Linked DNA regions of Mus musculus: regions 2, 3, 4, 5, 6 and 7 are each linked to region 1. The links are chromatin contacts, called in public Hi-C, HiCAR-type, HiChIP or PLAC-seq and promoter capture Hi-C maps. All regions are on one chromosome and are shown on one strand. Each heading gives the region's core, a stretch centred on a gene start, on an enhancer-like site or on the middle of the called end of the contact. The rest is flanking DNA. Distances are from core to core; before and after follow the strand shown.

Region 1 (3,591 bases), core at 475-2,974:
ACACTCCTGAGGGGCTGCTGCATGTGGGGTTTTCCTGCTTAGAGGGGAACCGAAGTTCCAGGTGAGCAGGCCAAAACTGGGAAGGTGTCCCAGTGCAAAGACCATCAGACACGCCATGGTTCAAACCCCAGTCTCCTTGCCATAACAATCCCAGCCCTCCTCCCCTGGGGACAAACACTACAAATACAAATGCAAAGTGTGGGCACCTGTGCTCCCTCTGAGGGCCCCTGATTACAGGAGACACAGAGGTATCAATTATGTCCTGAAAGCATGAAATTAACCCGCACACACCCAGCCATTATCCCCACCGCCATCAGATAAATGTCTGGAGGTCCTGCCAAGTCTGAGGATGCCCTCTCCTTACACCCACATCTCAGGAGGGATCCCGCCTCCCATACCACTTGCTCTCAGTTACTCTCAACATCCATGGTAGAAGCCCCTCCTTCCTTAGCTAGGAGGGAGAGGGGACAGTCCCCTGGGAGGAGGTACTTCAGGCTAGGAGCCTACAGTGAGCTGTTTCCAAGCTCATTCCCTCCCTGTCCACTTTCTCCTAGAGGAAGCTGCTGTACCCATTGGTTTATGCAATGTAGCCAAGGGCCACACTGCTGCTAGTAGTAACTTTGGCTTGGGGGTTAGGGGGAGTATGCTGGAGTCAGGGAACCTTGAGTTCAAATCCCTATCACTTGTCAGAGCTCAAGTCATTGAAGTCTGGTCATCCCATGGCTCCTGAAAATGGAGGCCAACCCCTCTCTCTTGAGGAATGAAAGGATCAGCCCTCCCTGCAAGCGGAACTCTTGAGGCTGTCAGATGGGTGCATTCTGAGATGATGTACAGATGCTTCCTGAGCCAAGGCCTCCCAGCTCTAGATCTCAGTTTCCTTCTGAGCACAGGCGCTGCTGGGTTGCAGGGACGTGGGATTTTCCAGCATCACACAGAGGCGGTCAGATCCCTGTGGGTGGGTGCGGCGAGAGAGGTAGGGCTGAGACGCTCAGAACTGAAGGGCTATAATGACAACAGCGCACAGACAGCTCCGGGACTGACACACATACAGGCTCTAGCACTCAGATCTGCAACGGCGAACCTGGGGAGTTCAGGGTCTGCCAGACGCCACCACCCAGGCTCTGCGGGAACCGCGCAAGGGCGGAGTCCCCTGCTGCAAAGCTCCGCCTGTCATCACACCTCTCTCTACGGTTAGGACTGCGGCGACCCAGAGCCCCTTTCCGGGACCTGGATCCCTTTACTGAAGCAACCTGGGACCCCCACGAGAAGCAAGGAGTGACGCCCGCCAGACAGCCCTGCGCAGCCACCCTAGCTGGCACGGTGGGAAGAAATTCCGGCATATGCCGCTCCGCGCCCCCGGCTTAGAGACAGAGGCTGCAGGCCGGCCTTTCGGGGCTGCACACCCTGGAGAAAAAGTTGGGTGGAGCCGCTGGGCTCAGGAATTGGCTAGAGGAATTGGCTACGCACTGCAGGTGTATCCAGTCCTCGAGACCCTACTGAGGTTGCCGCTACGAACCCGCGGATTCCGGGTCGCAGCTCTCACCTGCGCTCATGTCAGCGGCAGCTCCCAGTAGGGTGGTCCCCGCGCTGCGACAGCCCGAGGACCGGGCGGGCAGGTGCGGCGCTGGCAGGATCCTCAGCACGCTTGAGGCCAGCGGCTCGGCGCACACAGTACCCGCTGCCCGCAGCGCCACCGCAGCTCGGGGCTCCCGCCCCGCCCCTTTGCCCCGCCCCTCAGCTAGGCCACGCCCCTTGTCGAGCCGCGGGAGGGTCGCATCCTGGGAAGTGTAGGCGCTGTGCCCCGGCTGCCCGCCTGCGCGCCACCGCAGTTGGACGTGCGGACTACAAATCCCGGCAGGCTGTGTGTTCCGCTCAGGCGCAGACTGGTGGTAGCGCAGGTACCCTCCTGCACCTGCTCCGAGAGCTCTGCAGAGCTGTCAACAGGGTCTAAGGGAGGCGTGTAGGACTGTAGCTCATCTCAGCACTGGACTCTCAAAGAAGGAGGCCCAAGGAAAAGCGATCTTGGAGCAACTCTACAAGAGTGATGGAAGGTCTCAGCAATAGACCTTCCCTTCCTTACCAATGCACAGAAAAGGGGAAACTGAAGCGGAGGGGGAGAAGCGGGATAGCGAAGCAGGAACAGGATTTAATCACACACACACACACACACACACACACACGGCGAAGTCTGGATTTAATCACACACACACACACACACACACACACACACACACACACACACACACACACACGGCGAAGTCTGAATGGGTTGGGATCCAGACGCAGGTGTCTGGACTCCAAAGATAGGCAGCCTCGCCTTATGCCCCAGACGCTCTCCCGGCTCGGCTGACGCTAGGCGGTGCACACTGAGGAGGCTCTGGCACATCCTGCCCTCTCACCATCCTGCCCATACGCTAATCGATTCCCTTGTGACGTCAGGCGTCCAGCGCAGGGCGTGGAAAAACAGACTGAAAGAAAAGCATAGGGAGGCGCAGGTGGATCCTGCCTCGTATCGGTGGTGACAACAGGTGGGCACAAGAGACTACAAGAAGACAGCCTAGAGAGATGAGGGAGCACGGATGCGCAGGGCCCAGAATGAGAACATACAGGATCTGCCACTGCATGAACAGGCACAGGCCAGGGACGTTTGGCCCAGGTCAGGGCTGTTCCATGTACTACTGAGGCAGAAGCAGAAATTCCTCCCCAGTGATCAGTATTGTCCATCTATTTCAAAGGGGACCAGGAGGCCAAAGGCTCTGGTAAAGAGGAGAAGCCCCGAGGAAACAGCACATTTCTTTACATCCTATAAACCAAGAGACTCTGCTGGCAGCTGTACTTCCAGTCTCAGATGCCCACAAAAGAACGGGCTGCCTCTGGGATCTCTTGCCCAGAAACCTTGCTAATGGAAACTAGTTTCTACATGCTCCAAAAATGTGTTTTGACTCCACCTGCCTCCATTGGTTAGACCTAAGGACAGTCCCTATCCTTTAGGATAGTTCTTAGGAGCCTGCAAGCTCATGCTTATGTGTCCTAGCAACCTCTGAGATCCTTGAGTATTCTGATATTATTTCATAGTGCTGTTCCAGTGCCTCCCACAGGCTTGCGACGGGCACTGGAGATATACTTACTGAAGAAACAGGGTGGGAAAGGCAGGACAGATATTGTCCAGCAGGTTGAGTCCTTTGAGAAGCTATTCATGTTTCCTGTCTCTCATCTGGGGCCAAAGTAGCAGCATGCCACCCCCACCCCTCCCCTCACACACGAAGGTGACACAGGCTGGTAAAGACACTGGTGGTGTTGGCTGTGATGCCTTCCACTCTGGTGGTGGCCACTGTCACACTTCTTGGCAGAGGCCTTGCAAGTCAGGCAGCCTGTGCTTGTAGACTGGTCTTGGAGCTCAGCATGCAGTGGCCTGTGACTTCTAGAGGAATTGACATGTCCCTCTGAGAAGACACTTTCCAACACACAGGGGCTGAATGACCCAGAACATTCTCTTACAAGGGCAGTATGAAGACCCGTAGGTCCTAATCCCGGTCACCCAGGAGGTTGATAACCAAGGCAGCGCTGATCCAGCTGCAGCTTTTCAATGCA
Region 2 (3,591 bases), core at 360-2,859, 940 kb before region 1:
AGAAGGAGAGAAACGGACTCTTGTGGGTTGTCCTCTGACCCCACACTGCGATCCATTAGTACACATCAATAAATAAGTCTAAAAAACATAAGATGGAGTGTGATTGATAACTGATGTTACCCTTTGACCTCCACAGGTGCCTGCCCACAATCACCCGAGGAACACATACACACAGATTATAGTCAACAGGATGGCTACAAAGTGGCTGTGTTATCTTTCCTTTCATATGTTTGCGATACTTTGTTACTCTTTTAAAACTGCCCTACTATCGATATGCCTTTACAGAAGGTACAGACTAGGAGACACTAATGTTATTATGGATGTATGTACCAAAAAATGTGTGCAAATTCTCCATATTTAGGGAAATGTTTCCCTGGTCTGTGCAAGCCTGGCTTCTGAGGTCCTGAAGATCCTGACACCATTTATGCCCACCTTCACTCTCAGATGACCCTGGATTTTCCACTCTCTCGCATGTTATATGAGTTTGCCTGGCTGCCCGCCCTGGAACAGGTAACCAAAAGATGTGTAGTAAATAAAACTGTGGCTTGTGACTCACCTCAAATGAACCCCGAGGCAACAAAAGGGGGAGCAAACTAAGGAAGGGTAAGACTTGGGTGAAGGAAAAGATCCCCGACAATAGAGCCAAAGGCCTGTGCTCAAATTCTGCCTCCATCCCGAGGCGTCACCCACTCCCCAGCCTGTTCCGGGTCTCTCCAGGAAGGCTTTACTTTGGGTTTCTCCGGGAGAGTGAAAAGATGTTTGTTGGAACAGTATGGATTCTATGAAAGGACAGTTCTTTTAGGTTCCTGACCTTGGCTTGCATACAAGAGTCCAGCCTACCTCAGCAGAAAAGTACTTCCAGTTCTCTGCTCCTCCCAGAAGCCTGAGCTGAGCTTGGGAACTCCGGGTCTCAGACTCTGAACCCAAGAACAGGGCCTGGTGCCTGGCGGTGCTCAATGAGTTTGATGAACTACATGCAGGTCACTCCCCTACGGGACCTGTTCTTGCCTTTGTATAGAAGGCACATCTCTGGCTTTTCTTCCTGGTACTTCTGACATCTACATCTGCTTTTCTGGAAGAGCCTAGGAGTCACATTTAGGGAAGGTGAGTAGGTGGGAAGAGGCTTTTGATTAAAAGGTTAGTGCACATTTTTGGCTCCCACTTCCGAATCTTCCAGAAGGTCTTTTATTTTTTGCCTACTTAATAATAACATAAAAAAGCCATGTCACTTTTTGTTTTTAATTGAAGTCTTTATGTTAAGCCGCCCACTCCAGCCATTCCAGGACATGGCGAAGAGGGGGCGCGGACAGGTGTAACGCGGGGGTTTGTGTTGGAAGGGCTCTGCAAAGCCGGGTCTCAGTGACCCAGCGGGAGGTCACCGACCCAGGAGCCCTCTCTCAGGGCCTGGTAAAGCTTCAAAGCCTCGGATCCTCAGGTCGGCCTCGTGGTGTCAGGATCTTCAGGACCCCAGAATCCAGTCCTGCGCGCCTGCTGCTCCCCCACCCACACAGCACGAGGGCGGAGCCCCGGCGCGCTGATGTAATCCCGGCGCCTGGGCGGAAGGATATGGAACGCGGCGTTGGCTGGCCGGGCGCTGAGGCTGTTGCCAGGTAACGCAGCGGAGCGGCTGCCGCGCGCCGCCTCCCGCCCTCCGCCGCCTGGCGCTGGGGCCGCCGCCGCTTTACGTAAGGCGCAGGCCAGGGCCGCCCGGCGCTCGGCAGCCGCCTGCAGCCCTCGGAGCGCAAGGAGAGGCGCCCACCCGGTAGCCTTGGCAGGTAGGCGGCGGCCGGGAGCGGGGCCGTGGCGGGTGGCGGGCCAGAGGGATGTCCGGCTCGAGGACCCCGCGGGCGGCGTGCGATGAGTGCGCACAATGGGCCGCGGCGGGCTGAGGCGGCCCGGCCTGAGGACAGCGGCCTCGCCTCGCCCCGCGCCCTCAGCTTTGTCCTTCGGCGGTCGGGGGCGGGCGCGGCGCGGTGAGTGGCGGGCACGCGGGCCTATGGCGCGGGGTCGAAGAAGGTGACGGCCGAGGGCAGAAGTGACAGGCCCCGGAGTCGCCGGCCTGCGCGCGCCACCGCCCGGACCCTCGCGGCCCGGCTTCCGGCCGGCGTCCCGGGAGCTCCCGGTGGACGCCGGGCCAGGGCTGAGCGCTTTGCGTAGAGGCCAGGACAGGGCGAGCAGTGGGGAGCAGACCCCGAACCTGGCAGCCCCTCCCTTCAGTGTTTGCCCTTCTGTAGACAAACCTTAAAGGTTTAACCAAGAAAAGTGAGATGGGGGATAAACGGGAGGGGGACATGCGACTCCGGAGTCATTTACTAAACGGGGTTCTTGGGTCTCATCACCTGCTTTGCCTTGTTGCCCAAGTAACTGACAATGCATTTTGCGTTTCTGGTTCTTGGCTTGCTAAGGAAACGGTAGGAGAGGCTTGCCGAGGAGCCGGGGACGTGCAGTTTGGATAACAGGTGATGCCATGGAAAAGCCTATGCAGTGAAAACCCCACGCAAGATTTCTGCCACCAGTATAGGACCCGTTGCATGACACTTTGTCGGTTTTAGAGACTTCAGATTTAAAAGAAGGGGAAAAATATCTGTCACTCTGCATTCTGAAGGTCAAATATTCGCCCGCAGATGTTTTGGGCTGAACCATTCTTAACTAGGTCTCAGGATCTTTATGACAAAAACCATTCTGGAACTGTGCATTTGAAATACCCATGGAGGCTTCTTGCAGTTGATACTTATTATTGTAGATTTAGTTGCTATTCTTGCCAACTGATGTACTTTTAAAACGTGTTCTTTCACAAGTTCATTTATATATCTCTATAATGTCCCTTTATCATATTTCCCCACTATCTTCTCTTAGACAAACATTGAATTATAATTATATATTAATGTGTGTGTTTGGGTGCATGTATATTTAACGCGTGGAGGCCAGTGATCAATATCAGATGTTTTTTATAATTGTTTTAAAAATATTTATTTGATGTGTATTGGTATTTTACCTGCATGTATATCTGTGTAAGGGTGTCAGATCCCCTGGAACTGGAGTTACATACAGTTGTGAGCCACTGTGCAGTTGCTAGGAATTGAACCCCGGTCCTGTGGAAGACCGGCCCGTGCTCTTGATCACGGAGCCATCTCTCCAGCCCTCAGGTGTTACTTTTGAGATAGGGTCTCACTAGGTAGATTAGGCTGGCCAAGTACTTTAGAGCTATGTCTGCCTCTGACTTTGAAATGCTGGGATTTGAGTCATGGTCTCTCACTGAACCTGGAACTCACTAGTTCAGCAAGGGTGACTGGCCAGCAAGCCTCAGGGGTCCTCCCATGTCAGCCTCCCCATCGCTGGGACGCCACAAATGTTTAATCATTTAAAAAGTAGTTAGGGCTGGAAATGTAGCCCAGATGAAGTCCGCTATTAAATTCTCAGAATGTAAAACAAAATAGGCCTTCAAATTGACTGTAACAGGTTTTATATGAGCCTATTTTCATTAAGAAAGTAGGAGAGTTTTACTCTTATTTAGTGTCATAGAGATACATGTATTGTTCTTTGAACATAAGGGTAAATATTTTTAACATGGCAACATTTAACAAGGCAAAT
Region 3 (3,591 bases), core at 477-2,976, 820 kb before region 1:
CCTGCAAGTCTCTCAGCTCTCTGCAAGCCAACAAAAGACTGCCCAGTCCATTTAAGCCTCTACCCTCCTGCCATTGTAAGTTGGTGCTTAGAGTAATTACAGTCATGATCCAGAAAGGGAAGTTGAAGCCAGTGTCTATCAAGTAGTTTGTAGGCTCCTAGAATGGCTAGAGTCTGGAGTCCCCCAGCCCAGCAGACACCCTACTTGGATGGGTCTCACGATGAAAGTCAATGCTGTCAGGCTCTCAGGTAGACCTTCTTCCTGTGCATTGAACAGGCACAGGGCTGGGCTTATTTAGCTGAAGGCTCTGGTGTGATGGACTGAGAACCTCATGGCCTCAGGTGGCTGGGTGGGACCCGACATTGTTTCCTTGTGAAACAGCACATGCCATGTGGAAGTTTAAAAGTTACAACACATGTGCAGACCCAAGACACTCAGATATGGCTCGACTCTTGGTCTGTTTCTTCTCTCCTCCCTACCCTCCTTGGAACTGAAGTCAGGCCACTGAGCTATCCCCCAACCTCTCTCTGTCTTCTTTCATCCCTGGGGACGGTGTGCATTTCATAGCTTTTGATATAGCCTTGGTCTTGTAAGCCCTTCCTCTGGACTGTGTTCAGATTTGTGAAAATATTTTAAAATATTTGAGAGAGTTGTACAGAGGTTGAACCATCACCTAATGTTTTGAAATGAATGTACAATTGAAACAAAAGTGGTGGTACATTCCTATAATCCCAGAACTGGGGAGGTAGACTCGGGAGGATCAGGAGTTCAAACTCATTGTTTTCTAGGTTGCAACTTTGAGGCTAGCACAAACAGAACTGTAACCAAGACAAATGGATTTCCTCCTGCTTGCTTCCAGGTACCTGCCAGGGCAGGGAAATTCCTCTTCCTGTAGGACTGTGATGGTTCCAGCCTCATGTGATGGTTCCTGGCTGAAATGCAGTCAGGTTTTAAAGGGGCTTGTTTGTGTTTGTAAATTTTCGGGGTCTGACAACTCCTAGAATAAACCCAAATCATCCCAAGTACCCTTTGTATGGATCCAACAAACACTCATGTCTCTGCTTTTTGAGGCTTAGGAAACGAGTGCAGGTGAGTTCAGGAAGGGAAATGCAGCACAATGACCTGGCCTGATAGAAGACATCCTCCATAGACATCTGGCTTAACTCTGCTCAGCTCTAGCTGACTTCTACCTCCTGAATTATACTTTTTCATAGATTGTGTCTCTGTAATTTTTGCTACTTAAAAAGGTAAAATGTGCATAAAGCCAGGTGTGGTGGCACACACCTTTAATACATAGGTGGATCTCTGTATCTCAGGCTAGAGAAAGATGCTGTCTAGTGAGGCCTCTTCTAGTTCCTAAGCGAGACCATCACACAACTTTCAAAACACACTGATGATGAACCCTGTCTTGTCACCTCCTGAGCCTGCTGGGCGTTGTATACTGAAATATTAAAGTGAAGACAAAAGTTGGCGAACTACAGCGCTAGGCACTAAGCGCAATGAAACAGTGATCAGAAAAGCCCGTTTGACAGGTGACAGGCTAAGGCTATACCGGGAGGGCATTCCAAGGTCAATGATCTGTAACCTGCGCTCACGTGTACCCCTAAATACTCCCGTGGGCTGTTAAGACTCCCCCAGCTGCTGGACAGGGGCGTCCCATCGATGCGCTCCGCCGCTCGGCTCCCCACGCCTGGATCAGCCCCATGCGCTGCTTTCCCCCTCCCTCCCACTTCCCACTTCCAAGATGGCCGCGGGCGGAGCCGACCAGGTAAGGGGCCTCCGCCAGGCGTCTGCGGTGCCGGTATGGACACTGTGACTCTCTCGGAACTTTCCTTGCAGCCCTTCCTGGGCCTGAGGACAGAAAAGGGCCAGGGACACAACTCCCGAAACCCAGGACGGATACTTGGCAGGCCGGAGGAGCAGCGGTAGTAAATAGCAGGCTCCTAAGCTCTACGGAGCTGCGGCGGGGGGCGAGAGCCCTGGCGGAAGAGCAGTGGAAGCTTAGCGGGGGCGTGGCTAGGGAGCGTGAGGGCGGCGATAGGGAGCGCGGGGCGTGGTAACGCTCCTGTCCCCCGGAGTGTGACTAGGGACGAGCGTGGGGTGTGGCTAGTGAGCTCTCGGGGGCGTGGCTCTGGAGTGCGGGGCGTGGCGGTACGCCTGAGGCCCTGGGAGCGAGCGATTTGCGTTGGGTGTTGGGCTAAAGAGGCTCAGCGGAAGGGAAGAGAAGCAGCCTTGTGGGGGCGTGGCTGCGTGGCGTGGGCGTGGCGGGGGTGGGGTCTGGCGCTGGCTGCTTTTAGCCGCGGGCGGCCGGCAAGCACCTGCTGAGGCTGGGCATCTGCGGAGTCTACGCTCTTAGCCCAGCGAGTTGCGGGCCCCACGGGGCCTGGGCTGCGGGCCACGGGCCGGGGAGATGGCGTTGGAGCTGCGGTAGCTCGGGTACTGAGGGGGCTCTGCAGGGTCAAGCTGAGAGGTTGCGGATGGCTGACCGCTGCCACCTGCTGCTGCGTCGGCCAGGCAGGGAGGTCTGAGAGGGCGGCTGGGAGGGCTGGGGTCCGGCTGACGTGCGACTGCCCTCGGCCAGCGCTTGTCGCGACGTGCGCCTTTTCCAGAACTTGGTGAAAAGTTTTCTCCTCAGATGTGGTGCTGCGAGCTGTAGAGGTGTCTGCTCTGTGCGCCCTGAGCCAGCGTCCTCAGACCCCTGTCCTGTTCACATCTCTGCCTTTACTCCTTTTCAGACCCTGAGGTATTCAGATCTCTGTCCTTCTCAAACCCCTCTCCTGTTCAGATCCTGGTGCTCCTCAGACCCCTGGCCTCTTCAGATATGGTCCTCAGACCCCTGATGTGTCTCGGATCTCCATCCCCCTAAGACGTTTTTTCCCAAATCTTGCTAAAGTTTTCTCAGACCGGAGGCTACGATTGGCTCGTCCAACTTTCACGGGGCTGTGGGCTACCAACCGAGTTTGCTCTGAGGATCTGAGCCTGTATCTTCCTCAGATCTCTGACCTGTTCAGACCTCTGTCCCCTTCAGTCCTTCCTCCTCAACCCTTTGTGGTGTGTTCAAATCTTCTTCCTCCCCATGCCCAGTTCTTCTCAGACTGCCAAACCTCTTAAATCTCCTGACCCACTGGGTCCTCTCTGACCTTGGGCCTCCTTATCCTGGTCCTGGACTGCAGAAGGTCCTTCAGGAAGGGACTGTAGACCCCGCTCTACTCAGACTCATTTCCTGGGTTATGTCCTCCTCAGATCTTCTACTCTCTGGCTGTAGGACCCGTTTTATCTCTAGAGACCCTCACAGTACTGGGCATATTGGTAGGCTAGAGGAACAACCTGACCTCTGCCCCAAGCCCTACTCAGGATCTTGTCACCCCTTCTGGGGCTTGGCTAGATTTCCAGAGGGTGCTAACCAGCACAGACTCCTGATGGAGCCCCAGTGAGGCTGAGAATGTCAGAGATACCATCTGACCAGGCCTAGTGAAACTTGAAACTGCCTCTCTCTGAAAGTAACATAGATAGGATCTTTATCTTCCAGGAGGAATTATAAGATTTGCTCTGTAGGAGTCTGTGTGCACTATTGCAGTTTGTCATTTCTGG
Region 4 (3,591 bases), core at 548-3,047, 810 kb after region 1:
CTGATCCCCAAAGGACATTCGGCCAGTGAGACCCATTGCAGACTTCTGGCATTGAGCCTTGAAGAGCAAACTGTTTAAGCCACTAGATTTAAGCTCTGTAGGAAACTAAAACAAGTGCTGACTAGTAAGTGTTTGCAGGGTTTCCAGCAAACACACAAAAAGAAAGAAAAGGGGGTGGGGACGCTGCAACCACCATCATGCACTTGCTGCCAGAGCAAGGCAAGGAGCCCACAACCAAGGCAGCCAGATGGGACCAGCATGCTGGGCCTGTCTCAGATACAGATGTCAAATGACAACAGGATTAGAAACACAGGGCTCAGCCTCAACCTCTCCTACCTCTGGGATCCTTGCAGGAGCTACTGCAGCAGCCAGGTCACCAGGCTCGGTGTCACCTTTGTGACTACCCACGCTCCCACCCTCTGAGGTTGTTGTTCTAAACAGAATGCAAAAAGTGAGCCAGCCCTTGACACAGGGGATGACCACAAAGTGCCTCATGTCACAAGCTGGCAACTCCACGATGCACTGCAATTTGGTCTACTCAGTATAAACCCTGCCTTCTGACTCCTGCGCCAAGACTGGCAACACACAGGCCACCCCAAGTCTGAGGGCCTTTCCTCAGCTCCGGTATTTGCTGATCTCCTTTGCCAGCTCTCCAGCCTTTCATCTTTCCTGTCAGAAGCAACCCTCCTCCTTTGTCCCACTGAGGTAGGTTCCAAGAAACTTCACAGAAATGGCCTTGCATCCTTTAAAGATCCATCCTACTCCAGAGTCTTACCTAAGCCATTCCCTCTACCCCGTGACTTTCTCTATCCCAGCAGTGTGCCTGAAGTCCAGATCCTGCCAGCCTGAGTACTTGGTACTTGTCATCCAGCCCCCCCCCCCCAAATAAAAAGATGTAACATTTTTATCCCAGTTTTTCTGGAGAAATTGTCCTGCTGACAACTGTGCTTTCTTCAGAAACTTTTAGAATGTAAGCAGGCCCTTGATTCACAATTGATTTTGCTTCTCTCCCCTCTCCCACACACCAGTTGCTTGATGTAGGCTCAAGGCTTCCTCACCAGGGCGACCTCCATCTACACTCCATCTGAGGCCTTTTCAGGAACCTGGGCCCCTCCATTTGTATTCTATTGGTCAAAGCCCCTCTGTTTACACTCCAGGGGTTGGGCCCTAGCTACACACCACCCCTTCATCTACACTTCACAGCTGAGCCCTTATTACACTCTACAATTCTGCGCACACACACACACACAGTCCACAGGTTTGGGGCCCCTCTATCTACACTCTGAACCCCCTTGTCTACACTTCCCAGCTCTAACCCCTCCAGCTATTCTCGATGCTCGCTCGCTGTGGGCTGCCCTGCGTTCTTGCCCTACATTTCCTCAGTTCGGGTCCTTGGATACGGTCTCTGCCCAAACAATGAGACCGCGGGCTGAGTTGGACATTAAAGTCCCCTCATGGCCAGCCGGGCCGGCTTCTGAGCCGGGTCAGATCCCGCCCGAGTCCGGTGGGCTGCAGCCCTGCGGAACCCGCACATCCGGCCTGCGCGGGACCCCGGCCGCAGCCCGCGCGGGCAAGTTCCCGGAGTCCCGCGCGAACAAAGAAGGCGCGGGCGGTGCCCGAGCTCGGCCCCACGGCCGCAGGAGGACAAGGCCGGGCCGGGCGGGGGCGCGCGCCAGAGAAGAAAGACGCGCGAGGAGGCGCGCCGGCTCCGCTCACCTACCGGGCCGCCGCTTGCTCCCGCCGGGCGCCCGCCGAAAGCATCAACGGTCACCGCCGTCGCCGGGCCGGGGGCGGGGCTCCGGGAGGGGCAGGGTCCGGCCCCTGAGAGAGGAGCTCCGACTCCTGGGGGTGGGGCCCAGGGCCTAGGGGGCGGGGCTCTGGGGGCGGGACCCGTGAGGGGCGGGTCAGGCCGTTGTGCGCTTCGGGACTCTGACCCCGCGGGTCCTGCTTCTGGGGGTGTGGCTCCTGGAAGGGTGGGGAGTTCAGCCGCTTTTGGAGGGTGTGATTTGGGCTCTTGGTGGGGCTCATTCGAGATTCACCAAGTTTAGGATTTTGGTGGAGTCAGGTTTTGGGGGACGGAGCTGGATGAGGGGATAGATCAGGTCGTTGGACAGCTGGAGTCAGGGACCAACGGGATCCGGCTTCTGGGGGCCGGGCTCCTGGAGAGCAAAGTCCGCCCTACTGGACAGTGGCTCGGGGTCAGGCGGGATCGGACTCCTAGCACAGAAGCGCTCAAGAAGTAGGGACTTGCCTGGGACTGAAGACCTAACGGAAAGCTCAACATCCAGGGCTTAAGGCTAGACGGAGGCGGGGCGGAGCATGGAGGCCGGGGCGGGACTTCCGCCTTGGTCCAGCTGAGGGGTTGAGCTACCCTACTAAATCGCAAAAGCCAGATGGGTTTCTTTTTTGAATGGTTGCAGAGAGCTGGGATGTGTGATCTTCTTCACGTGCAGAGAGAGACCACTTCGTCCTCCTTCAAGGGGCAGCTCTGAGACACGATGCATTTGTGAGGAAAGTTTCCCACCTGCCAGGAGAGGGGTCATCTACCTGAGGGCGTGCATTTGAGATGGAGAGAAATACATCAATCCTGTCCCAAGCACCACTCAGGCTATGATACAATAGTTGCACAAACTGGTTTTATAGTTCCTACGCCCAACCTTTTCAGAACATTGGACCTTGTCTACCTCAAGGAGACCTTTCTTTGGTGAAAGACGTCAAGGGCAGAATTCCCCTTCCCTTCCCACATTGACTTCCGAGCAGCCACAGCGTCTTCAGAAGTTTCATTCCCAGTTAGAAACTAGCTAAAGTACTTTCAGAAAACAGGAAACTGGGCATTTTACTTAAAAAGTTTAGACCAGGAATTCACTGCCTAGGCCCTCTTTTTCTCAAACACCAGCCCCAGCCTGGTTCAAGCTTCTTGGTCTTGAGATTAAATCATCATAAAAACCCCATAGCTGTAACCTTTAACACTCACTTCCTCCCTAAATTCAGGAAATGTAAGTCACGACTGGTAGTCCCTCCAGTGTTTCCAGGACAGTAAACCCTGTGTTCTTGTCAGTGTGCAGCTTCGTTTCACTGCATAGGTAGATGTATTGACTGTCAATGTGTCTTGAGTAGGAAGCCCTGTGACACTGAGGCCAATGGAGTAACAGAGCCCTATTTCTATGCATGTGGTACCCCCTCACACCTCTTCTCTCAGCCTGGCCTCAATGACCTCCTTCAAGCTCAAAATCTCTCTGCTTACTTTCTTGGCCCTGCTTCTTCCTCTCCTGTCTTTTCCCCCTTTAAACATTCATTGCTGATCCATTCTACAGCCAGCAGTCAACCCTGCTAGGTAGCACAGCGTTGTCGTTTTGTGTGGGTCACTGCTCTTTCTGCTTTCTCCCCTATCCCATGACCACTCTTATCTTACTTCCAGCCCTAGAGATGCTGACAGTCCTCTTGTTGCCTGTCACCCTGACCCTCTGTGCCCTTGTGGAACCTCAACTATAAAGGACCTAATGTCAATAAGCTATCCCAGCGTACAAAAAGGGAGGTAGGGAGAAGGCAGAGGACCTTTGAAGGAAGCACAACCAGGCCAGAAGGAAGCAG
Region 5 (3,591 bases), core at 288-2,787, 730 kb before region 1:
TGCCTTTTTGCATGAGTTCTCCGTATCTATGAAAGACAGCTTTTCCTTCACGTGCGTTATAATCTGCACGTTGCTGGTCACCTTAGTGCGCAGTTTTAAAAGTTCCTCGTTTCGTTCCTCTACTTTCTCGTTGAAGGTCTGGTTCTCAATTTTGAGCTGTTCAAAGTCGATGAGGAGCAGCCCCTCAGCCAAGTCCTCCTGGGCCTTCATCCTGGTTTCAAAGTGTACCAGGCTCTGCTTCAGCTGCACGTTCTCGAGACGCACGGCGCTCATCTCCTTCTCCTTCTTATCCTCCAGGGCCTGAAGCTGTTCCACCTCTCTCAGGGCAGCCTGGCGCCCACCACGCGTGCGGCAACTGCCCATGACCTGCATCACCACCTGCTTCTTGAGGGCCTGGAAGCGCCGCCACTCTTTCTCCACCCTGGTCTGCTTCTCTTGGCACTGCTGCTTCAGCTCCCGTACCTCCTGACGGTACCACTCTAAGTCGTCTGCCTCTTGTTTCTTCAGTTCCTCCAGCATGGCCAGATAGCGCAAGTATGCTTGCTCTTTCTCGGGAGATTCGGGTTCAGCGCTCTTGTCCCCAGGTTCCGCCGCTGCTTCCAGCCCCTTCTTGCGTAGGGTCTCGTGAATCTTCTGCTGTAGGTACATGTTGTAGCGCTGATAACGGTTCCGCTCCACTAGCAGGGAGTGGTACTGTTCCACCAGCTCGCCGCGCAGTTGCTGCTCTTGCAGCTTCTGCATGTCCGCTGTCCACTCAAACTCTTCAGTGGACGCCCCTTTTTGTTTCTCCTCTTCCTTGGCCTCTCCAGGGTGAAGTTGCTCTTCTGTGCTTTTGTGTCGTTCTCGATCTGTCCCCTCGATCTCTTCACTGTCTCTCTTCTTCAGTGACTCCCTTGCTTTCTCTTTCGCAGCTTGTGGGCCTGGGGCAGCCCCCTCCTCAACAATTGTGGTCAGCGGTAGAGATGGCCGGAACCGTGACTCCTTCCTCTTCTCCCTCTTCCCCTTGCCCTTCGGCTTCTCTGGCCTGTCCCGTTCCTCTCCCTCATCCTCATCCTCATCCTCATCCTCGTCCTCGTCCTCGTCCTCATCCTCGTCCTCATCCTCGTCTTCGTCTTTGTCCTCTGGTTCCTTGGACTCCGGCTTGGTCTTGGGCTGGGTCTGTGGCAGACTCTCTGGCTCTCGGGACACGGCCTCGCCCGCGGTCTCAGCGGCCCCCGGACTTTCCGGGACCTCAACATGCGCGTAATCGATCCCCTCCGAATCCTTCGCTTTTGAGCTGTCCGACACCGGCTGGGTCTCGCTCTCAGGCTCCCGCCCTTGCGTCGGCTCCGGCTCTGGCTTCGGCTCTGGCTCCTGCTCTACAGGGTTGGCCGGAGTCAGAGGTTCGGAGCTAACCTTGATCTCGAGCGACTGCCTGGCCAGGCCTTCCTCGGCTCGGTCTTTGCCCTCGATGTCCCCGTAGTGGCTGTCCATTTTCGACCCGCCGGCCCCGCTCTGAGGCCGGCTGATGCCTGCTGTTAGGTTTCCCGGGGCAACCAGGGCGCGCGGTGGGCCCCGCGATTGGTCACCCGCCTTCCATTTCTCTCCACCTCCCGGCAATATTAGGCCAATGAAGATCTGCGAACAGGTGAAGGGAGGCGCTAATTGGACGCTGGTTCCCGAGAGGCGTGGCCCGCACGGCCTACTTCCGGTCCGCGCCCCGCCGGCTGACAGGCTTAGGGCGGGGCCTCGCGGCTCCTCCAGTCCATGAGGCCGCGGGAGGCGCCGGCGCGCAGGCGCAGAGCAAAGACTCGGCTGTCCGCGAGAGGGCGCGCGGGGGGCGCCTGCGCGATGCGGCGGGGAGACAGCGGCTGCGGCGGCGGCGGCCGGGCCGGGCCGGAGGGCGCCTGCGTGCTGAGGCGGGACGCGGCCCGCCTGGCCGGCTCCGGCGGCGCCTGGGCGGGGGCGGCCGTGGCAGCGGCCGGCAGCGGCACGGGCGCGGCGGGCGCAGCGAGCCCGGCAGGCGGCGGGGCGCTGACGGCCGGGGGCGCGGCGGCTGCGGGCCGGGCGGCGGGCGAGCGGGGGAAGATGGCGGAGCTGGGTAAGAAGTACTGCGTGTACTGCTTGGCCGAGGTGAGCCCGCTGCGCTTCCGCTGCACAGAGTGCCAGGACATCGAGCTGTGCCCCGAGTGCTTCTCGGCCGGCGCGGAGATCGGCCACCACCGCCGCTACCACGGCTACCAGCTGGTAGACGGCGGACGATTCACACTCTGGGGTCCTGAGGCGGAGGGCGGCTGGACCAGCCGCGAGGAGCAGCTGCTGCTGGACGCCATCGAGCAGTTCGGCTTCGGCAACTGGGTGAGCGGCGGGCTACGGCTAGAAGGGAGGGCATGGCTGGCTGGCTCGGTGTACGTTGCGGAGGGCCGCAGGTGGTCGGATGGTTGTGTCCGGAACGTGTTGGTCACCAGCGGTCACACAGCTGGTAGAGCAGGGCCTTGACCCATTGCCCCGACACGGAGCTGTCTGCCCTTCACACTCGTCCTCAAGAGGTGTGCATTGAACGCGGGTAGAGGGTAGGCCCTGTGCGTTGCCAGGCTTATCCTTGAGTCAGATGGCAGCAAGCTAGATCCCACTGTCCTTTGCTGAGTTCCCCTAGTACGGTTGTGTTCTCCTGGGCATAGTGGTGGGGAAGGCCAGAAGCCTGGGGCTGCCCGTCCCGCCTGCACTTAGTCTGCATTCAGGGCTTCGTGTGCTTTCTGTGGGTGTCAGCATGTGCCCTGTGCTAAGGTTCTCAATGAGTAGCAGTATCTTGTTTAAGTCTTAGTCTCCACAGCACCCAGGACATGGTGTGATGGGTGGACAGTAAAGAATGAACAAAGGCGTGTTCCTGAAGAGGCATGGATCCTGGGGTCTGCTTTCTAGCTGTCAGGTTTCTGTAGAGGTAGCTCACTGGTAGTAAGAGCCTTCATGTGTGCCAGCCAGATAGTGTGCTGGGCTCCTGGTTGTTCTCTGGCTGTCTCTAAGGAGCTCTCCTTTCTATTCCTCACCTATGTTAGGGATGAGATCTGGCTGCATTGTCACCATTGCCTCCAAGAATATGTCACATCTTCAAGCTTTCAGAGAAGCAGGGAGCTCGGCATGACCCTCTCCTGTCCAGACTCTTCCCTGGTATGTTAGGGCCCTCTGACCCTAGCTTCCCCGAGCTTCCCCTACTCCAACCCTACTGCCCTCCTGTTTCAGATCGTCGTAGAATGAGTGACCTTCTGGACCCACTTCCCCACTTAGGAAGGAGTCTACTCCACAGATGTCTTACCAGTGAGCAACACTGGCTCCTGCTCTCTAAAAACAATGGGTTACTTTGTCTCTAAGTGGTGTTTATTGGTGTGTATTGCGCATATGCTTTGTACAGATCAGGCAACATGAAGGACCTTGAAGAAGAGCCTCAGTGCTGAAAGTGTGGCATTCATATGCTCTGTTTCTGGAGCTTGTCGCATACCTGGTGATCCCTCTCTACCTGATTGCCTGTGAAGACTCACTTGTCCTCAGTTATACACAGAGCCAACCTAAAGCCATCAACCACATCCAATTGGTCAGTGGTCATGTATTGAAAAG
Region 6 (3,591 bases), core at 685-3,184, 710 kb before region 1:
TATTTGTTTATTCAGAGATTGAGTCTGGCAATAAACTTGCAATCCTCTAGCCTCAGTCTCCCAGGTGCTGAGTCCTGGGATTACAGTGTGTGCTCTTGTGCACAGGTCCACAGCAGGCCCAGGTGAGTTACAGAGTAGGGTGGGTAAGAGAGATACATCTCAGGAACTGGGAATCACTTGGACAGAGAGATGAAAGTGGGAGTGTATGCAGAGGAAATGGGAAGAGAAGTCCAAAGGAGTCCTGGAAGTGAGTCTGAAGAGGCAGCCAGAAGAGGTGTGGGATCTCTGGGGCTGGAGTTACAGGTGGCTGACCTACCCAGTGTGGATGATGGGAATTAAACCTGGGTCCTCCACAAAAGCAGCCAGTGTATAACCAATGAGCCCCATCCATCTCTCTCTGGCTCCAGCAGTGATCTTTTAATTTTATTTTTACTTTCACGCTTTTAAAAAGTCTAAGAATCTGGGCTGGAGAGTTGGGCTCAGTGGTTGAGAGCATGTTCCTCTTGTGGAAGACCTGACTTTGATTCCCAGCTAACAACTACCTAACTCTAAGAGTTCCAGGGTATCTGACACTTTTCTGAACTCTGAAGGCACTTGGCATACACATGGACATACACATACAAGCAAAACATCCACACACGTAAGTTTAAAAAAGAAAGATCAGTAATTAATTCTGAGAAGCAAAATTATGCTAAGAATATAAAAACCTACAAAATGTGAAGGCTGCCTTCACTATGAATTATTTCCACCCCTAGGAGTGACCACCACAGCCTTTCAGCAGATCAGTTTTGCTGTATAGATCCTTTCAGGGCAGGAATTCCTAGGGCTATGTCTCGGAGGAAAGAGGGAAGCCAAGCTTATGGGATACTGTGGAGTTATGACTTCCTACTAGAGCATCTTTCTTCAAAACCACAATTTCAGAGATAGACATGAACCAAGCTGGGGGATGGGACAGGGCCGGATGGGATGGGAAATGGGGGTTCTTTCCTGTCAACTCTAAACAGAGCACCACAAATAGGAAGTGCTTCCCCCGGAATACTTCAGACTCCTCCCTGCTTTGCACAACATAGACCTGTTTTCATCTTTTAGTCACAAGTACGAGATCATCCGCCTGCTCACTCTCACCCGCTGAAAAGGCCAGCTCCCGTTCACTCCGTTTCCATAAGACTCAGGCAAAGTCTCTCTTTTTTTAATCAACCAAAAACTTGGTCCTAGCAGGGAACAAGCTAAAGATACTGAGCCTAACTTTGGAGATGCGACTCAAAAACCTGAAGCCACGGGTAAAAGTAAAGATGGCAAAAATGGGCATTGTCTAAATAAACTGCACACACACTGGCTTTCTTGCTCCTTGGACCTCACATTCCGCGGAGGGCAAAAGTGGGGGAAGGAATGTGAGTGGAAAAAGCCCACAAACCAGGCAGTACACATCCTGGACTGGATTAGGGATTAGCAACCCCAGCCCCTGGTCGGGCGGGCTTCTGCCTGGCTGCCTGACCTTGGGCAAGTCTCCCGCTTCTAAGCTTGACTTTTGCAATTCCAGGAGGGGTGGTGCCCCTATGCCCGAGAGAGTGCCGTGTGTCACCAGACAAACAAATGGCGGAGCCTTCCACCTGACGCATCACCCAGATCCCCGCATTTACGCCCCAGCGTCCCCACTTCTCGTCTCTTGAGCCCAGTTCGCGCAGTGCCGCACAGTAAACACCAGGACAGCCGCGCGTTGAGAACAGGCACAGGGACTCGATGGTGAGGATGTGACTTCAGGGTGCACGGGCACCGCCTGCGGGGACCAGTCCTGCCGCTAAACCCCCCACCAGAGCTCTCGGCCGTGAGTGAGGCCGACGCAGAGGAGTGAAGCTCTCTTACCTGAACGACAGTGCCAAAGCCGGGAGGCTGCGGCGCGCCAGCCTCACACACCGAGCCGCCATGACTGCCCCCGAGGTCGCGTCACTGCGCCCACACTGAGCATGCGCGGACGCCCCTTACACCGGTTTTCCCACCTACTGCTGCTTTTTAGCTAATCCGTGACCGCTGTTGTTCTGATGGACAGACCATTTCCACCAATAATTACGAGTCATGACGGAATTCTGTTTCCTCCTTCTCCGGTGGGCGGAGACTGAGGCTTCTGGGAGCCCCGGAAGGTGAGGAGGTGAAAGGTGAGGTGGGAGGAGTGGAGGAAAATGGAGCTTCTGTGGGCGTGGTCGCGCCAGGGGACAGCCAATGAAGAGGAAGAGCGTCAGGGCGGGCAGAAGGCGGCGAGCGCTAGGCGGGGACCCGGGAACTCGTGCCAAGTGACTGGTGCTCGCTTTAGGCTCCTGCTACCTTCTGCGGGCGGAACGTGGGTGTCCCGGGAAGGGACGGACCCCATCTCTACTATGCCGCAAGCGCGTTGTGTCAACAGGCTGGCTGTGGACGGCCCGATGAGCGTTACTTGATTTTGTACTTTCGGCCACCTCCAATTTTCTCAGAACGCAACATAAGAAAAAAAAAAACTAACAGCAGTGTGTGCAGGAGAGCTTCGAAAATATGGGTGCTGATGTTTGGTCACTGCTATGGGGGAGGTCGCAGAGCTGAGAGTTGTCGGAGGACGTTTTCTGTCCTGTCTAGGTATGTGCAGCTTCTTCCTTCCTCCCCCCGGCTCCCGCAAATCTCGAGACAGAACGCTTCGTCCGTGGACTACGGCTTGTGTGTGCTCTCGGCGGATCTCTTGAGTTCTAGGCCAGCCTGGTCTACAGAGTGAGTTCCAGGTCAGCCAGAGCTACACAGAGAAATTTTGTCTCGTAAAACAAACCAAACCAAACCAACCAAACAAACAAACAAAAAAGGGACCAAAATTCTATTATTTAATTTCGCTCTTTTAAAAATCATTTCCCCAGCACATGCTGCCTTTTGCCCGCCGTGGGCGTGGGGCAGAGCATGTCCACACAAAAAGCACAGCTCTCACCTCATAGGAAATAAGTTTATTCTGGAGTCATTTATGAGTGACTGGCCCAGAAACAGTTTTAGGACACCTGTGTTCCAACGTGAAAACAGTTTCAGGACGTTTGCATAGTAGCAGAACAAAGAAAGCCACAACTCAAGACATAAAATATATTAGTGAAAACATTAAGTAGGTGATTATAGCAAACGGGAATCTCAGCTGTAGTCCGCAGATGCTATTTGATAGCAAGCTTAGCCCTTTGGTGGAGATTAGAGTTTTGTTACTGTGTTACCAAGATTTTAATCGTCTTTTCCTGCTGTTAGGTCTGACACTGAGTGGGGCAGGGAATCTATTTAATGAACTAAAGATAGCCCAAGATAAATTGTAACTAGGCTCTGCACCTGCAAGGTTCAGCATCTCCAGTCATTGAGGCTTTAATCCGTCAATTGGCCTTTGCAGACAGTTTCTTTCCAGGAATCCTGGTTCACTGGTGTTTTGTAGGACAAGTGACCTGATTTGTTAATTCATTAGGGCTGGGGTCGAGTAAGAGGAGAAGGGATACTTAGAGCACCAATGAAATCAAGAGACATAATTGGATTGAGTCTATGGCACTTGGTTGTGATGGAACAAACCAACCGTGAAAAGGGCAGGGGACTGGAGTGGGACGGGTATCA
Region 7 (3,591 bases), core at 772-3,271, 650 kb after region 1:
GCTCCAACCACCTCTGCCTGTGGGAGGCAGTCTTGGAACCTGTAGTGAAGGGGAGGAAGCCTGGCTCCAACTCACACCTGGAGTGCATCCACCAGAAGACTGGAGAAGGGTCAAAACGTCCGGTCTGTCCGGGGCCTTCATGAATTGCTAGGCTTGTTACAGTGAGACTGATCTGAGCACATAAACAAGGCTAGTGCATTAAACACTGACTGCCATGCAGCTGGGAGACTGTGCTCCTGGAGAAGATAGGTGACTAGGGACCAGCTTCACATTGTTATCTGAAACCGGAGAAAATAAATGAAGCAACTGCCCTTAAGATCTCAGACAAGCCGGGCGGTGGTGGCACAGGCCTTTAATGCCAGCACTTGGGAGGCAGAGGCAGGCGGATTTCTGAGTTCAAGACCAGCCTGGTCTATAGAGTGAGTTCCAGGACAGCCAGGGCTACACAGAGAAACACTGTCTCAAAACAACAACAACAAAAACAAACAACAACAACAAAAAAGATCTCAGACAATTGGAAGATAGCATCAGGTAGATAGATCTCTTTGAGAGTTCAAGGTGAGCCTGATCTACATAGTTGAGTTCCAGAGCTACTGAGTAAGATCCTGTTTGATCTAAACAACCAGACAAAGCCAAAATAACAACAAAAACCCCCAAACAAAAACAAAACCCTCTCTCCTATCTGAAAAGGAGACATTTTAGGCCGGGCAAAGTGGTGCACACCTTTAATCCCAGTATCTGGGAGGCAGAGGCATACAAATCTCTGAGTTTGAGGCTAGTTTGGTCTATATAGTGAATGCCAGGATAACCAGAGCTAACCAAACCAAACCAAAAATAGATCTCAGAAAACAGGTGCTAACGTCTGCAAACCACCAGGGTTCCAGATATACTGAACCCTTTTTGTGGAAACACAAAATACAGCTTAAAACTATTAAAAAAAGAAAAAAGCACCACTCCCCCCAAATATCCCCTACCCTTGTCCTCCATGTATCTCCCTATTGGAGACCCTTTCTGGTTGTACTGGTTAGTTTTGTGTCAACTTGACACAGCTGGAGTTATCACAGAGAAAGGAGCTTCAGTTGGGGAAATGCCTCCACAAGATCCAACTGTAAGGCATTTTCTCAATTAGTGATCAAGTGGGGAGGTCCCCTTGTGATTGGTACCATCTCTGGGCTGGCAGTCTTGGTTCTATAAGAGAGCAGGCTGAGCAAGCCAGGGGAAGCAAGCCAGTAAGGAACATCCCTCCATGGCCTCTGCTCGGCTCCTGCTTCCTGACCTGCTTGAGTTCCAGTCCTGACTTCCTTGGTGATGAACAGCAGCATGGAAGTGTAAGCCGAATAAACCCTTTCCTCCCTAACTTGCTTCTTGATCATGATGTTTGTGCAGGAATAGAAACCCTGACTAAGACACTGGTCATCCTTACCAGACGACTCTTCTGCCTGTCCCTCCTGGGCCCAAACTGCTGGTGCCTGTACCAGACTCCTGGGTTCCTCGAGCACCAGGTTGTCACCAGGCCAGGCCATGTCCCCAACAGGCTTGCTGGGCCTCACTATGTCCATTGGATTTTCTCCAGGGCTGCAGGTGCAGAGACTAGGCAAGTGCACAAAGCCTTCCAAACAGAAACCCCGGAGGGGAAGTGTCTGGGATGTGTCCCAAAGACGGAGCTGAGATAGCTGCTCCCGGGTTTAATGGCAAAATCATCTTCCGCCGCACTTCTTGTGTGATTACGAGGAGTGGGGCGGTGCATAAGTGCGCTTTCCCAGCTGCTTCTCCTTACAGCCCCGCTAGTGAGCTCTGAATTTTGCAGCCCCAGCGTGAAAATACCTTGGGATAATTGCTCTTTGCTGGTGTTGGGCAGGGCGGAGCCAGAGACCGAAAAGTGGGCAGTCATATGGGCGGGGCCTGGGGTGGGCGGGATCGGATTGAGAAGGGAGGCGGGGCCTCGCGGAGACCGGTTGATGGGCGGGGCTACAGATGGGCGGTCCTACAAGACCCAGTCCTGTCAGTCTGCTAGCGCTTCAGAGGAAGATGGCGCCTCGAAGAGAGAGGGTCTCTACGCTGCCCCGGCTCCAACTGCTAGTGCTGTTGTTGCTGCCGCTGATGCTTGTGCCCCAGCCCATAGCAGGCCATGGCGGCAAGTACTCGCGAGAGAAGAACGAGCCGGAGATGGCCGCCAAGCGCGAGTCCGGGGAGGAGTTCCGCATGGAGAAGCTGAACCAGCTATGGGAGAAGGCCAAGCGGGTGAGCGGGGCCAGGGAGACGCGCGGGGATGGGGGCGAGGTGCTGCGTGTGAGCGAAGGAGAGCAGGGCCCTGATTGAGAGGCCAACATAACCTCTGGGACGGGGAACGGCCTACCCTTTGTACAGCCCCCCTTTAAATGTCAGGTGGGCCATCTTGACCTCACTTGTAATAAGAGACCCATAGGCCCTAAAGGAACTTGGTGCTGGTGTCAAGGGCCTGTGGTTGCCTTTAGTGCAATTAGGGACCCTAAAGAATGAGTGACACCCACCCTTCCTAGCTGTGGACACCTCTGCCCAAAAAGCTAATTTTCCAAAGAGCCAATTCAGATGGAGGTAGAGGGGAGGGGGGGCACTTTCTACATGGGGCCAGACTTGGAAGTCTTTTCTTTATCTGTATTTACTCCAATGAAAGAAAAAAAAAAACGGTGCCCTGAGATAAGACTGTATGGAGATTGCAGAAGCCCCAGTTGCTAATGGAGCTGGTTAATTTGGGTAAAGCAGTTCCTTAGGGGATTGGAATTCCTTAGTATAGGTAAACACTACACCCTGTCTGGGGAATGCTGAAGTTAGATTTAGTAGCTATGCTAATCTCTCTTCCTTTTGAAATGGAGATATCCAGAGCCTGAGGGCTGGCCTGGAACTTGGGTCCCCTCCCAGATTACAGTCCTAGGCTAGGACTTGGGCTTTTGTTTAAGTATTCTTTCAGAGCCACACTATCTTCCTCTAGAGCTTGCAGAGGGTTGCCCTTTAGCCCTCCAGCTTAAACATTCCTGAGTTTGAGGGGAGAGTAAATAATTTGCAAACTAAGTGATTTTTTAAAATAAAACCGTGTAGAACTTTGGCCCTGGAGACTTTGGATGGAGAGGTAGTTGGGAGGTTGGCTTCTGGGGAAGGGGAGTGGTGCCTCACAGACAGCTTAGTGGCCAGCCAGTGTCTTTGAGAGACTGCTGCAAGAGGGGGACAAGTGTCCAGCCTGCAAAGGTTTAGGACAGCCCTGTGGCCTGGAAAAGCAGTTCAGCTTTCTGGGGGAAGGGTCCGGGAGCAGAGCTGGGAGTGGCTGTGTGAAGAGCATGGGAGCAGTGGGAACCATCTAGGGTAAAAGGCTGGCTGTCCCTGACCGCCATCTCCAGGGGTGTGCCCACGGGATGAGTGTGCTTCACCTGGGATTACCCAGTAAGATGAGGATGGGGCCACGAAGACATTAGCAGGTACCGTCGAAGACTGTTGGGGAAATGTGGTCTGCTGTCCGTAGATCCTGGGGTCTCTTTCACTCAGAAGGTGGCCCCCAGTCCTCCACATGCACATCCAGGTGACTTTCATCCTCACTCTGTGCCTTGGTGGTCTCCTGGA

Evidence for each region. Hi-C and Micro-C count contacts between places; a contact is called where the count stands out from the background. HiCAR-type assays count read pairs that join an accessible place to other places. HiChIP or PLAC-seq counts read pairs in DNA pulled down with a chosen protein or histone mark. Capture Hi-C pulls out chosen DNA fragments and counts their contacts.
Region 2: a contact with region 1 is called in a FOXA1 HiChIP or PLAC-seq map of pancreatic cancer cells. The contact joins the promoter of D5Ertd579e here to the promoter of Ablim2 in region 1. A contact is called at or near these places in 1 of 484 Hi-C or Micro-C datasets (CD8 T cells), 1 of 115 datasets of contacts at active chromatin or transcription factors (pancreatic cancer cells) and 2 of 9 other capture datasets (adipose tissue and liver).
Region 3: a contact with region 1 is called in a Hi-C map of CD8 T cells, with 3 times the contacts expected there. The contact joins the promoter of Tbc1d14 here to the promoter of Ablim2 in region 1. A contact is called at or near these places in 3 of 39 promoter capture datasets (embryonic stem cells, liver and stem cell-derived epiblast-like cells), 2 of 484 Hi-C or Micro-C datasets (CD4 T cells and CD8 T cells) and 2 of 115 datasets of contacts at active chromatin or transcription factors (embryonic stem cells and pancreatic cancer cells).
Region 4: a contact with region 1 is called in a FOXA1 HiChIP or PLAC-seq map of pancreatic cancer cells. The contact joins the promoter of Rgs12 here to the promoter of Ablim2 in region 1. A contact is called at or near these places in 2 of 484 Hi-C or Micro-C datasets (CD4 T cells and muscle stem cells) and 1 of 115 datasets of contacts at active chromatin or transcription factors (pancreatic cancer cells).
Region 5: a contact with region 1 is called in a HiCAR-type map of astrocytes, with 2.9 times the contacts expected there. The contact joins the promoter of Ccdc96 here to the promoter of Ablim2 in region 1. A contact is called at or near these places in 1 of 484 Hi-C or Micro-C datasets (muscle stem cells), 2 of 115 datasets of contacts at active chromatin or transcription factors (astrocytes and pancreatic cancer cells) and 1 of 9 other capture datasets (adipose tissue).
Region 6: a promoter capture Hi-C map of liver shows a contact between it and region 1, with 2.7 times the contacts expected there. The contact joins the promoter of Grpel1 here to the promoter of Ablim2 in region 1. A contact is called at or near these places in 2 of 39 promoter capture datasets (the SN4741 cell line and liver), 3 of 484 Hi-C or Micro-C datasets (CD4 T cells and muscle stem cells), 4 of 115 datasets of contacts at active chromatin or transcription factors (astrocytes, embryonic forebrain, embryonic stem cells and 1 more) and 2 of 9 other capture datasets (adipose tissue and liver).
Region 7: a promoter capture Hi-C map of liver shows a contact between it and region 1, with 2.7 times the contacts expected there. The contact joins the promoter of Lrpap1 here to the promoter of Ablim2 in region 1. A contact is called at or near these places in 2 of 484 Hi-C or Micro-C datasets (B cells and CD4 T cells) and 1 of 9 other capture datasets (liver).

Annotation. Positions count from the first base shown.
Region 1 is chr5:35,756,013-35,759,603 of GRCm38.p6, reverse strand. Ablim2 (actin-binding LIM protein 2) reads right to left here and starts at 1,724. Exons shown (of 22, transcript NM_001177696.1): 1 at 1,544-1,724. The coding sequence starts at 1,553.
Region 2 is chr5:36,694,039-36,697,629 of GRCm38.p6, reverse strand. D5Ertd579e (DNA segment, Chr 5, ERATO Doi 579, expressed) reads left to right here and starts at 1,609. Exons shown (of 9, transcript NM_001081232.3): 1 at 1,609-1,775.
Region 3 is chr5:36,580,532-36,584,122 of GRCm38.p6, reverse strand. It overlaps Tbc1d14 (TBC1 domain family, member 14), which reads left to right and starts at 1,726. Exons shown (of 14, transcript NM_133910.3): 1 at 1,726-1,768.
Region 4 is chr5:34,947,654-34,951,244 of GRCm38.p6, reverse strand. Rgs12 (regulator of G-protein signaling 12) reads right to left here and starts at 1,797. Exons shown (of 17, transcript NM_173402.2): 1 at 1,721-1,797.
Region 5 is chr5:36,482,534-36,486,124 of GRCm38.p6, reverse strand. It overlaps Ccdc96 (coiled-coil domain containing 96), which reads right to left and starts at 1,537. Exons shown (of 1, transcript NM_025725.3): 1 at 1-1,537. The coding sequence starts at 1,473. Tada2b (transcriptional adaptor 2B) reads left to right here and starts at 1,840. Exons shown (of 2, transcript NM_001170454.1): 1 at 1,840-2,337. The coding sequence starts at 2,068.
Region 6 is chr5:36,463,528-36,467,118 of GRCm38.p6, reverse strand. Grpel1 (GrpE-like 1, mitochondrial) reads right to left here and starts at 1,934. Exons shown (of 4, transcript NM_024478.2): 1 at 1,864-1,934. The coding sequence starts at 1,925. It overlaps 2210406O10Rik (RIKEN cDNA 2210406O10 gene), which reads left to right and starts at 2,265. Exons shown (of 3, transcript NR_126488.1): 1 at 2,265-2,604.
Region 7 is chr5:35,104,129-35,107,719 of GRCm38.p6, reverse strand. Lrpap1 (low density lipoprotein receptor-related protein associated protein 1) reads left to right here and starts at 2,021. Exons shown (of 8, transcript NM_013587.3): 1 at 2,021-2,241. The coding sequence starts at 2,029.